2 separate regions of the Mus musculus genome follow, and region 1 is linked to region 2. A link is a contact called in public promoter capture Hi-C data. All regions are on one chromosome and are shown on one strand. Each heading gives the region's core, a stretch centred on a gene start, on an enhancer-like site or on the middle of the called end of the contact. The rest is flanking DNA. Distances are from core to core; before and after follow the strand shown. Region 1 has its middle 15 kb from the start of Chchd7. Region 2 holds the start of Tmem68 (transmembrane protein 68).

The links. Promoter capture Hi-C pulls out the DNA fragments that hold promoters and counts their contacts.
Region 1: a promoter capture Hi-C map of pre-B cells shows a contact between it and region 2. The contact joins the enhancer-like site here to the promoter of Tmem68 in region 2. A contact is called at or near these places in 9 of 39 promoter capture datasets (the 3T3-L1 cell line, the C10 cell line, the HPC-7 cell line and 5 more), 2 of 484 Hi-C or Micro-C datasets (bone marrow-derived macrophages and olfactory sensory neurons), 9 of 115 datasets of contacts at active chromatin or transcription factors (the 230-238 cell line, bone marrow-derived macrophages, embryonic limb bud and 5 more) and 3 of 9 other capture datasets (adipose tissue, liver and macrophages).

Annotation. Positions count from the first base shown.
Region 1 is chr4:3,952,786-3,955,485 of GRCm38.p6, forward strand. No RefSeq gene overlaps it. Among named protein-coding and RNA genes, the nearest start is that of Chchd7, 15 kb to the left of the region's middle. Within about 2 kb of position 1,301, at least 78 of the 459 cell types and tissues checked have an H3K27ac peak or open chromatin away from gene starts, as enhancers often do. A contact at or near this core is called in the HPC-7 cell line, bone marrow-derived macrophages, hematopoietic stem and progenitor cells and 3 more, where this site is marked.
Region 2 is chr4:3,573,494-3,576,193 of GRCm38.p6, forward strand. It overlaps Tmem68 (transmembrane protein 68), which reads right to left and starts at 1,360. Exons shown (of 8, transcript NM_028097.4): 1 at 1,211-1,360. Tgs1 (trimethylguanosine synthase 1) reads left to right here and starts at 1,386. Exons shown (of 13, transcript NM_054089.4): 1 at 1,386-1,636. The coding sequence starts at 1,533.

The DNA of each region.
Region 1 (2,700 bases), core at 51-2,550, 380 kb after region 2:
TGTGAGTCATAGGCTGTGCTCAGATTGAGAAATTTGTAGGAGTTCTCAACAAATGGCTAGTTTTCCTTGTAAGAGCTGGATGGTGCTATCACACAGTGAGATGGTAGGTATGCACTGGATATGCACCTTCCTTTAGAAAAAACTGTGAAATCACATTTTAAAAAAGACTATTTTGGGGACTGAACTACTTGGGGCTTCAGTGGTGGAGTGCTTGTTTAGCACACACTGGACTGTAAAATGATCAGTCTACAAAGATCACCTAAGTCTACCCACTCAGCATCTCCTGTTTGAGACCACTTGGATTTCTCATTCAAGTCCTGAGAGTTTTCTTAAAGAAATAAAGAAAGTAAGGGTCATTTCAAAGCACATACCTGGGTACTGGTAGGAAAGAGGGCAAGCTACAAGCAAATTCAAACAAAGGGAAGAACAGAAAATGACAGAATGAGAGGGTAATTCAACCAGGTGCAGGGTAACTGGGCAAAGATGGCTATGCTGGCTTCTGAAACAGCCACAATGAAAGTAAAAAGCCAAATGTCCTGATTAATAACATAAGTATTACATGGCAAAGTGTGAAAAGAGCATTGTGTTTATGTGAGTTTTGGCTCTGCGCCCTATTATCTGGATCATCTGAATGAATTGTTTCACCCTTAAGCATCTTCTGTGTTTTGAAATTATAATTTAAAAAATTGGTTATAGTGACCATAAAGAAACCCATGAGTTGGGTGGGTAGATACTGATATTTGAGAGGCGTGTATTGAGACTGGATTATTCATCACTAAAAGCCACAGTGAACTTTAGGCCAGCCACCTAGTCCTTTCAAAAACCCCAACTATAAAAGATAACACTCTCTTGCATCTGCAGGAAAAGGCTGTCTGAAACCAAACAAAGTGCCCCTTTCCACACCTTCCCTCTTATTGTTCTACCATTTGGTCCATATTGCTGTCTCCTGAGAGTTTTTACTCCTGGACTACCACTGTCCTAGTTTCTTCATCCCCATCTGAAATCATCAGTAAGCAAGAGAAGCATACAAGAGTCCACTGGGCAGCAACTGAAGATTTCAAAAGGAGCTAGATGGAAGTGAGAATAAACAGTACTCCCCCCTCCCCACCAATGCTTAGGGCACAATTTACATAAAGAAGCTGACTGTTGCTTAGACTGTTCTGCTACCAACTAGAATTCTCCCTACTCTCTCCTCCCTTCCCTCCACTCCACTTTTCAATCAGTCCTTCATTCCCTTCAGAGAACCTCCTCTCACTTCCTCTGACTCTGCCTAGTCTAGCCTCATCTACTCTTCCTGAAACTTGAACTTTCTACACAAGGTTCACATTTCCATAATGCAGCATGGAGTACAGGTCTCCTTGACTCTGGGATTATGTGATGGTATAGCTCATTGTATCCTTGCAGTGCTCTGTACTTCTGGAAAGTGCAAAGGCAGAGACGACTGTGATACTTCATACTTTCATTTTCACTTCGTAAAACACTCTCAGAAACATAATTAATTACACTGAAAGTTGCATGTGCTCTGAGAAGTCAGCCTTCCTGGTTTGCAGATGTAAGACTGAGCCTTAGTGCATTCAAGTGACCTGCTCAGTAGACAAAGTTGCCAGTTTTCTTCCTCTGTGCTCCAGGCTGACCCTATTTCTTAGTGTCTATTCTGTTTTCCAAACCTCATAATTGCAGCTATTATCCAAATTCTCATTTATTTCACCAATTCGTACTTACCAAGTTTGTAAATCAGAGATTGTTAAAGTGAATGAGAGCTGCATACTCTGGGAGAAAGTTACACATTAAGAATATTCTAAATATTGTAGTGGGTTCACCCTTTTCATCCACTCTAGAAAATCTTTCAAAAAATGTATAGTACTTTGCACCCATCATTCTTGCCTTACCCTCTACTACTGCAAAAGCTATGAGAGGTGACTTTAGTGAGAGATGACAAAGTACTCTATGCCACAAAATAGCAAGAAAGAATAAGGCAAGAAGCCTGGATCACAGCCAAGTAGAAGATGTATTTTTCCTCCTGGATAAACGTGTTGGTTTGCCCTTTTCTTGTAGTAACGACTTCTGAAGAGGAAGTTCCTTGGGACGCTGCAGATCCTGGAGGGTGTTTTCAGTTTATAGGCTACACTTGGCAACCAGTGTCATCCCTGTCTGTTTCATTCACTTCAATATACATGTCCTTGTGGAACAGCATTCCAATCCCATGATGACTTCAGCAGAGGATTCTCACTGTGAAGAGTGTCTTTCACAACCCAAATAGACCACAGTTCTCCACCTCCTGGGAAAAACAAACTATATTATTATCATCACCACCAAAAACTCACACCAGCTTTCTTCTGCCACAGCGCAGTCATGGGTCTGTTCGCCTCCAATCTTGTGTAGCCTCCTGGCATTCCCTAAGATGAGTGTGTGGGTGACTGCCTCATTCAGTTACCTCTTCTGTCTCCAATTTTATTTCCTGCTCATTTAAAACTTTGCACTGGGGGGATGCATGAGAAGGTGTGGAAAGCTGAGAGGGGAAGGAATGTTCGTGAGGGAATTACACCTTCAGTGGTTGGAGGTGTGGCTAAGTTTATAATCCTGTTTTACTTCTAGCTCTGTGTGTGTGTGTGTGTGTGTGTGTGTGTGTGTGTGTGTGTGTGTGCGTGTGTGTGTGTAGGCTAGGTCAGCCTCAGGAACACTACCTTCTGTGAGACAGAG
Region 2 (2,700 bases), core at 110-2,609:
TGAAGAATAGATAGCAACACTGTTGTTGCTACTCTTGACTGTCAGCTTATGGGTTTAGAACCACCTAAGAGACAAACCTCTGAGAATGTCTGTGAGGTTGTTTGGTTGGTTTTGCTGTTGTTAATGGAGGTGGGAAGTCTCACACTAACTCTGGGTGGTGCCATATCAGTCTCTCATACAAGGAAGTTAATCTCAAAGATTAACAGCGAGTCAGGACAAGTGCAGGGAAGTATATAGACATGGTGATTTAGTGGGTGTGGAGCATAGCCAAAAGGAAGACTTAACTTTTAAAGCACAGTAGGAAAACTGGATTACAAAGTGAGTATCCAAAAACAGCTAAGAGAGAACAGTTTGAATGCCCCAACACAAAGAAACAGTGTCTGAGGTGAGAAATATATCGTTTCCCCGGATCTTCTCATGAATGTATCTTCTCATGATCTTCTACATGCACTGAAATGCTGCCCCGTGACCCAGAAATATGTAAAATTATTACATGCCATTGGCTTTTTAAAGAATTTTAAAATGTTTTTTTTTAATCACCTGACCCTGTGGGGAGGATGCATGAGTGAGCATGTGAAGGCGGAGGACAACTTTCATGCACCCGTGAATGTTTTGTCCCTTTAACCAACTCGAATAACCAATAAGCCTTCTCCTCACACCCATGTGTCACTTATCAATAAAAAGAAAACAAACAACAAAAACCCCTTGAGTTCAAGCTTCTTTCTCCGGGTTCTGATGTACATTACCTTGCAAAGATTTTGTTTTTCAATATAAAAATGCTCTTCTACTTTTGGTTAAAGTCCCCTACTCTTTTAATGACTACTCTTCTACTGCATCATAGTCTAACTCTAGTCACTCTCTCCAATAATGCTGTAAGACATTTAGTTATTTTTGAGACAGCATCTGTGTGGACCTGACTTGCTCTGCAGACTAAGCTGGCCTTGATCTCAGAGAGATCTGTCTGCTTCTGCCTCCCAAGTCTGAGATTAAAGGTGTATACCACCATGCCTATCTATAATTCACATCTAGACTGGTATATTGAATTTAGGAGTTATGAAAGGAAGGAATACTGCAGTTGTAGATATACTGCACGGCGCAGGCGCAGAGGCCGGGAACTAGTCCGGCTTTCCGCTCCGGGCCCCGCGACCAGGACACCACGCCTGCTACCGGCTAGAACAGCATGGAGAAGTCCATGGGGAGCTCGACGCACCTGACAAGAAAGTCACAGGAAATCGGCGACCTCGGCAGCTGGTCGGCGGCAGAGCCGGGAGAAGCAGACACGCGGGTAGTGCCGGTTTCCTTTAACTGCCTGAGAGGAAGAAGGCCGAGCCACATTGGGTGTAGGACCGTCGGTCGCCCCGCCCCTTCCGGTAGCTGCTGTCGCTGCTTCCGGTAGCGCGGCTGGCTGGCTCCCGGCTCGAGCGTCCCCAGGCGCGTTCCGCTCCTCTGCCCGCGCGAGTTACGCCTTTCTGTCTTCAGCAACAGCGCCCGGCCCAGTCGCGGACAACACCAGAGCGAGCCCGGATAACGAAATGTGTTGCGAGAAGTGGAACCATGTGGCCGAAATGCTGCTCTTCATTGAAGACCGCGAGGAGGAGTACAAGATCCTTTGCCTCTGCTCCCGGGCATTTGTGGAGTAAGTCGCGACGGTCCTCTCTCACTTTCTGTCCTTGCTCAGGAATGGGGGTGTCGCAGAGTTAGAGAGAGGCTTTCCAGAAAGCCACATGACCTGATGTCTAAGAAACTCGAAACCCCGCGGGCATGAAGGAATGTTCTACTGCAATTACTAAAGGGAAGATTAATATAATTTTGATTTTTTTTTAAATGTGGTACCTTATATGTGTCATTTCGGGTTTCCATAAATGAAGGGCCAATCTCAACATTGGTTGAGTCGGGCGAGATGGCCCAGGTATTGGCCATGCAGAAGGATAGCAAATTCAAGACCATCCTGAGCTATACCAGTAAGATGGAGTGTGAAGTGTAAACTAATACAAATAGATTGATGAGATGAAGGATCAAATTAGAGCTCTATTTGCAAACTGTAAAATCCTTTCCAACAAAAATTTATGTATCTGAAACGTCTAATTATTTGAGATAAAAGTGTTAACTGTTTATGGCAGTTTTAGAGACATCTCTGGGGGAAATGTTGGTTTCATGTTTAAAATTGCCAGAATAGAAAGTACCTTCTGGTGGGAAAAGCATTGACAAATTTTAAATTTGAAGGTACTCATTTTCATTATGTACTTGAGGGAAGATATCTGAAAGTTTCCTCAAAAAAGAAATATAACACCATGTTAAATTTAACATTTAAAAAATGTACTAGGCTCATTTGCACAGGTCCTGCTGGTTCAGAGTTGAACAGTCTTCTAGTGGGGGAGTGAGGATGATTATAAGACCGAAAAGAAGACTCAGAGACAAAGGTTAGAAATCCGGAGGGCTGCAGGCCTGAACCACACTGGCCCCAAATGTATTTCTCATAACCTTAATACACTTTACAGTATCATGGGAAACAAAGTCACAAACTAGCACAGACAATGGCTGACAGAGAATGGATATCTGTTCCCATCCGGAGGCCTCCCTGTTCCTTCCACAAAGATTAATCGAACGTTCAGCCTCTCTCCTTGAGCCTCAGTTGTAGCTTTTTGTTCCATGCCGTTGGCAGGCCAGGAAATCTGTCAGCCTGACCTGCCTTGACTCCGC